Linked DNA regions of Capsicum annuum: region 2 is linked to region 1. The links are chromatin contacts, called in public Hi-C maps. All regions are on one chromosome and are shown on one strand. The core of a region is the stretch at or near the end of the contact, and the rest is flanking DNA. Distances in the headings are between cores, read along the strand shown. Region 1 holds the start of LOC107855412 (kinesin-like protein KIN-14C). Region 2 holds the start of LOC107855407.

The links. Hi-C and Micro-C count contacts between places; a contact is called where the count stands out from the background.
Region 2: a Hi-C map of leaf shows a contact between it and region 1, with 5 times the contacts expected there. The contact joins the promoter of LOC107855407 here to the promoter of LOC107855412 in region 1. A contact is called at or near these places in 4 of 5 Hi-C or Micro-C datasets (bud, leaf and placenta).

Annotation. Positions count from the first base shown.
Region 1 is chr6:208,369,780-208,373,251 of UCD10Xv1.1, forward strand. LOC107855412 (kinesin-like protein KIN-14C) reads right to left here and starts at 1,552. Exons shown (of 23, transcript XM_047413857.1): 1 at 1,271-1,552.
Region 2 is chr6:208,507,100-208,510,778 of UCD10Xv1.1, forward strand. LOC107855407 reads left to right here and starts at 1,587. Exons shown (of 2, transcript XM_016700414.2): 1 at 1,587-2,299; 2 at 3,677-3,679. The coding sequence starts at 1,916.

The DNA of each region.
Region 1 (3,472 bases), core at 302-2,801:
ATAATAATGAAGATTGTGAAATACATTTTTAAAAATTATTTAAAAATAATTAAAAAAAAAAAGAAAAAAGTTCTCATTTTTACAAGAAATATTTATAACTTTAAACTAAACAACTAAAATTTTATATTAGTAAATAAAGTTTTAACAACAATATCCAAAGTAATGCAGTGCAAACAAATGATTAACATATATATATATATATATGCATGCATCTTATTAAAATTTGGCTTTAGGCCACTAATTTTATTGAGACAGTAGTGTAGACAATTAGCAAACAGTTTGCAGTTCACTGTATGCAATTATCAGGCATTTAGCAGGTTCACCATACGCAATTATCAGGCATTTTGCAGGTTCACCATACACAATTATCAGACAGTTTGCCGGTTCAATATGCACATTTATCAGACAATTTGCAAGTTTCACCATACACAATTATCAGACAATTTGCCGGTTCAATATGCACATTTATTAGACAATTTGCAAGTTCAATAAGCACAGATAGTTTGCAAGTTCACCATACACAAATACACAATTATCAGATACCTCTTTCAGGTTCACTATCTATATACAATTATCATTATCAGGCAGTTTGCAGGTTCAATGTACGCCACTATCAGACAGTTTTTAAGTTCACTATACACAATTATCACACAACTTATCTCTTGGCAGTTCGAACCAGCTCAACAATAATGAATTCCAAATTCATGAAGAACTCATGAAAGAGTTAGCATTCATTTTTTTTTTACATATGCGCTTCAAACAGCATGCAACATTTGGAAGTGAGAAGTAAACAAAATTAACACTGGAGTTAATCTTATACTAATACAGTCTCTGATCCAAAAAATTACTAATACCAGTTTTAATCTACAGTACAAAATTGATCAAGACAGTGTATAAAGCATTACATAATTTGAAAGATAGAAAAAAACATACGAGGAAAAAAAGCAAGAAATTATGAAAAGCAACCACCTTTTACCTGGAAAAGCAATGTGATCATCATTTACAAAATATAATCACGAAGATTAAGAATATGAAACGCACACATCTACAGATTAATTAAGCATGCAAATTATAATACAATCACACAAGAATTCACCAAAAATTTCATGAAAAAACAAAGAACCCTTTAACCAATACTCAATCTTGAAATCTATCATCCAATTAAAATCAACTCAAACAATGATCACATGCAAATTAAAAGCCAAGAACAGAGAACCCTATAAAACATAAATCACCATAATAATAATTATATATATAAAAAAAAACATACCCATCAACGACAAGAAATTCATCAAAAAGAAAAGGGAGTGTATGAATTGTTACGGATATGTTGAAAAAGAAAGAAAAGAACCTGTGCAAGTATATTAGATATGGAAAGGCATAAACGTGCACGTTCTTGTTTAGAGGAAGACCGAAGGCAGTGATTAATGAATAATTTGTTATTTATTATTGTTAGTATTAACAATGAATATGGAAAAAAAAAATTGTGAATATTTTGGTGTCAATCGGTATTCGGTTAGTCTCCTATTTTCCGTGTACCGTTAGTCTCCTGAGGCAGGTTCATAACCTGACCGCGTACCTTTATTTTAGGAGTATATATTTGCCTCGTGTTAACCTTTTCCTTCTCTTTATGGAAAGAAAAAAAAAAAGAAGTAAAAAACAAAAAAACTTTCCTTTTATTTTTTCATATTATTATTATTATTTTTTTTGGTTAACTCATATTATTATTGTTTACCCTATATGGAAAAATATAGTTAGTACTCTTTCCATTTAAAAGAAAAGGACTAGACGTTGAGCTAAAAATTTAAGTTTATGAATTTGAATTATACAAAAAAGTAGTTTAATTTATTGGATTTCATAAGAGACAATTTATTGGATTTTAGAAAAAAAAAAATCTTTTCGAATATATTATTTATAACACAACTATAACATTTAGGCCAAAGCCACTAAATTCTGTCAAACCTACAAGTGGAATTGTAACAGTGACGAGGTTAAAAAACAGTGATGCGATTAAAAATTTTGTTAAAAGAGTTTAAAATTTAATATATACACATGGAAAAATAATTTTTACCCTATATTCTTCTACATGTGGCTATGCCTTTGAACTATAGCACCAAGCCTAAAAACGACATATTATCATTTTTTTGTACTTCTTGATAGATATAAAAAAGAAGCTTCGTAGGAATTAAAAGTTGTACTAGTTGGACTGATATAAAAGAAGTTTCGTAAGGATTAAAACAACAATAAGTGTATTACGCAGTCTATACCACTATCTCCGAAAAAGTAGAAAAGCTGCTTCCAATAGACCCCCGGTTCAAGACACGAGATAATAATCAAATCCGTAATAAAGCATGGAACAAGATGAGAAGACATAAATATGCCACCCACAAAAAATAGCAAACAAATTCATAAACAATTAACCAATAAGAAAGAGCTTTGCAATTACAGAAAGACTCTGTTTGCTATGTGTGGATCGATGAAGGAAGATAGTCATTTTTTTTTTTTTTTGTTTGATTATGATTTACGTATTTCAATATTTCTGAAAACAATTCTTTAAAATTATATAAACTTTATTATTTATAGTACCCTTTGTAGCTTTAAAGATGTTTAATTTTAAATAGTTGATCATCAAATTAAACACCAAAAGCAATATGCAAGTTCTTCTAGAGTAACATATTTGTTAGTTGGAATGCGTCAACGTTAGTTTACCCAATTAGAAAACGTTGTTGTACGAGGAAAATTTTCAACTGTACAAAAAATGCAAATCATTCTCCTTAGCCCTCCCATTTTTCAAGTTTCATATATATATATATATATATATATATATTGCTGCAACCTTTGAAAATGACAAGTTCATGCAAAGAAAGTCAAATAAATACGTTCTTAATGTGACAAGAAAAGGCCAACACTAAATTATTGACCGGAGAAAGTTGGATTACCAACTAATCCTTCATTGAAACTTAATGACTAAAGAAAAAAAAGACAGAGAAACAAAAATATTTTAAAATAGAATAAATGTGAAATTGGGATAACAAGTAAGACGATACAAGCAAGTAACATCCAAGAATGTAAAGAGGATAGAAATAACAGTGCCTATAGAGAGACTATGACTCGTTAAACTTATTAGTAAGCGTAAATATCATGTTTGTTTTGATTTTCACTTAAATTATATTGTTTCGTATCGTTAAATTGCATAATTAGGTAAGGACGAGAAGTTGCATAGCTAAGTTGGTGGGATCGCTTCGTTACTTTCAGGGGCGGAGCCAGCCTCCCGAAAACGAAAAAATATACTATTTATACATGATTAAAATTATTTTTTATGTGGTTATAGTAGGTGTTGAACCCCCTTCGACTAAGTTTTCTTTTAATATGGAACCCCCTTTGTTGAAATCCTAAGTTCTCTTTGAATATGGAACCCCTTCGTTGAAATCCTGGCTCCGCCTCTGGTTACTTTATATATTTTTTTATTTTA
Region 2 (3,679 bases), core at 337-2,836, 140 kb after region 1:
TTTTCAATCTTATATTTTCAAGGGAAGAATATGAATATTATATGGAGACATAAATCTCAATAAAGTTTTGAAATATTGAGTATTATAATGGAGAAAGAGAGAGGTGAGGTTGAGAATTAGAGAATTTGAATGGAGAGAGAGAGAGAGGTGATTCAGATACTTTTTCGAAACATTAATTTGATTTACACGTAATCTTCTTTCAATAAAGTTATCGATTAAAAATGTGTAATCTTTTAAATAAAAAATAACATATATTTACCATGATTATCAATACACAATTTAAGAAAAATATTGATTACAATCCTATAAATATGAAACTGATTTTAAATTATATAATTAAAAATGAATCTTAAAAATATAACTAAAATAATATATCTTTTAATAAGTTGCTATAACTTGTAACTAAATTGCTATTAATGTAATTATTTAAAAATATTGCTAAAATTTGTTATTTTAGATCTAATAATATTATAGGGGATAATTTTCTCTTTATTTAGTTGCATATTACATCTACCTTTTAGGTTACAAATTTACTACCTACGAGCAATTAATTTTTTCTTCTGATTTTTATTTTTTACTAAATATCTAGTATTGTAATAAAATTAATTAATGAAAATCTAACATATTACTATACCTTAATTTACTATATTTACTTAAAACCCCATTTCTATAAAACAATTACAAAAATCTCAACATTCACTTTCTTAAAATAAAAAATAAAAAATATTGACATAATAGTACTGTTTAGTATCGCCTAAATGTCCTAAAAGTGCGGATAAAATTTTGGACATTTCATTTGTGATTTCGCTCAATTTGATGATTTCAAAATAAAGTCTCTTCGTCTCCACTTTATTTTCAATTCTTCTCCAATTTATAAGAAGGTTAGTTTATTTTCACATTTATGGTGTTCTTCGAAGGTTCATAATTGTGGATTCAAGTTGCACATCCCTGTTCAACCCATGATTGATATTATATGAGGCGGAGATTCAAAGTTTGCTAGTTAAAATTGAAATTGAGTGTTTTAGATCTAAGAAAATACATCATTGTTGTGTTGGGCGTTTGACATTGCGACGAACATCAATTTAATTTGGACTCATTGATTGATTTCATTCTGAAAAAAGTAGAAAATAATGCAGCTCGTTGGGTTGGAGCTTTGAAGAACTAGTTGAAGAGAACAACATTTTCGAAGGTTTGAAGCCTCAAATTGGAAAAGAACAAGAAGATACATCAAGACCCTGATGTATCTGTTAAGAAAGTTCGGAGATATATAAGAATTATTCATCTGGTTAAAAAAAGACAAGAAGATGCATCACACAACCCTTCATCAAATGTACAAAAACTATGGATTTTACTAAATATATTAAATTATAGATAAAAGATTGAAAATATGACAAAAATAATGTATTGAAATGTTTTTTATGCTACCGATACATTAGAGTTATATATTGGTATTTATGTATCAGCCAATTAATTTGATACATATGTATCATATTGTGATGTATCACGAACCTTAGTCATGTGTCACGATAATAAAAAATTAAATTTTTTTATAAATATCAAAACAATCAAAATAAATTATAATTAGATATTAAATCATCGAAATTTATAAAAATTATCCATAATTATTGAGGATTCTCAATACACCAAATGTTTTTCCATTTTCACAGGCTCAATCTGGTCCGAAGGATCCCAATCATGAGTTCCTAAAAGTATCTTTCATTATATTACACTCGGTGATTTTAAACTCACACGCAAACAGAAGAAAAAAAAAAAATAAACTACAAAATTACAGAAAAAAACAACAGAAATATCTTATCTAATCGGATCTTAACGTCCAATAAACCATTTCCCATTTCGGATCCAAAAGTAGTTTAGTAACTCAGTCTCGTCCACATACTTGTTATCCGCCACAACAATGGCTCTCACTGGAAATCCAACTCTCTGTAACTGTTCATCAACGAAAATAATACCCTACACCCAATTCCCTCTTCGCTGTCCATTTTCACTTCCATCTCAGGGTAAAAGAAGACGATTATTCACCGTACTAGCTGCAAAAAAGTTCACCGCAGGGAAGAACAAGAGAAGTTCAATTTCAACGAAAGAGGCAGAGGAAGATGATGAAGAAGAAGAGTTTCGAAAGGTGAATATTAGTATTGGCAGTGAGGCAACTGCGACGATTGGTGATGGTTTTGAGATGCCGAAGCTTCCTGGAGAGGAAAAGGACTTTTGGGAAGGTCCTCAATGGGATGGATTTGGATTCTTTGTTCAGTATATGTGGGCTTTTGGCGTTGTCTTTTCGGTGCGTACTCAAAACTTTCTGTTAATTTATACTAATATGTTTACTAATTTGTAGTGTGTGTTGGTTACATGTTATGTTACCTAAAGACATAATACATAAACAAACATTCAAATAAATTTTGGAGGTGTCTAGATGATCATTTGATAAGTTGGAGTGTTTAACTGACATGCACTCTCAAAGTTGGAGTGCTTACCTGCCAGTTGAGACCAAGTTTGAGTGTTTAGTTTATGTATCATTTGTTACATAAGTCATTCATTTGTGTTGAATTCGTTTGATTTATGTGGAACTAGGTTTGAAAGTTTATGGGTTTTGAACTTGCTTACTGAATCCGTACTCCGTAGTTTGTTTGAGTTATTGGGTTTGAGTTATTGGGTTTAAATTTAATTATTTAAACATGTTTAATGGACTTTTTAGTACAAATACGGTGTTTAAGCAAAAGCTATTGGGTTCGTTTGAACCAGTACGTAATAGTTTTGCCCTGTTTGGTGTGTACTCTTCATATGCTAAAGATTAGAAAAATATCAAAGCCGAATTGATGTCAATAGATTGAAACAACGCAAATGAGTAAAAACAGTTACTTTTCTTGTTCAAAGTTTATATTCCTATATGACAGTTTTCAGATGTTCCAAAATTGTTGATTCACATACATTACCAAGTACCAACAGACCGTAAGATACCAGTCTTATTTAACATTTAACTTCTATGCAAGATTAGGATTAAAACTAAATGGTCTTTTTTTGTTGTCATATATGCAAAAGAATATATATGATATTTTCTTAACACGTTTCAGGATGGACAATATTATGAGATGAGAAGGAATAATTGAAAGCTGAAAAATTACATTGACCAGCTGAAGTTACCATTGGTTGATTCTTGATTGCCTAGTTAGCTTATCAAACTTAATTGGGTTATTTAATGATTGGTGCACCATCCACAAGGCCATGACGACTTCTTGTTTTCCATGAAAGTTATAAATAAGTCTTTTGTTTCTTGTTGGGGCTACTTTAGACTAGTTTGGATTGCCAGCAACGGTTGTTTCTCCCTCTCAAAAGAAGACAACCGAAATGATGAACCTTGTCAATTAATGTTTATAAATTAGGATGGATTTGGTAGTATTCTCATCTAGAGGATGCCTATGCCTATTTTCTATAATGGTTATGTTTGGGTATCATAACCAGGAAATGGGAAAATGGAACAACTTGATACGCCTTTAGCAATATTTTATGTATTGAGAAGCAATGCAATTTACTATTATATTAGAAAATTTTCGTCGAGGGAAAACTTATATTTGTTTTCTAGCTGCGCATCCTTCCATTTTTTCCTAATGTCGTCTTTTAAATACCCTTGAGACGATTTTTACCGGTTTGATTTTGGCAGCTA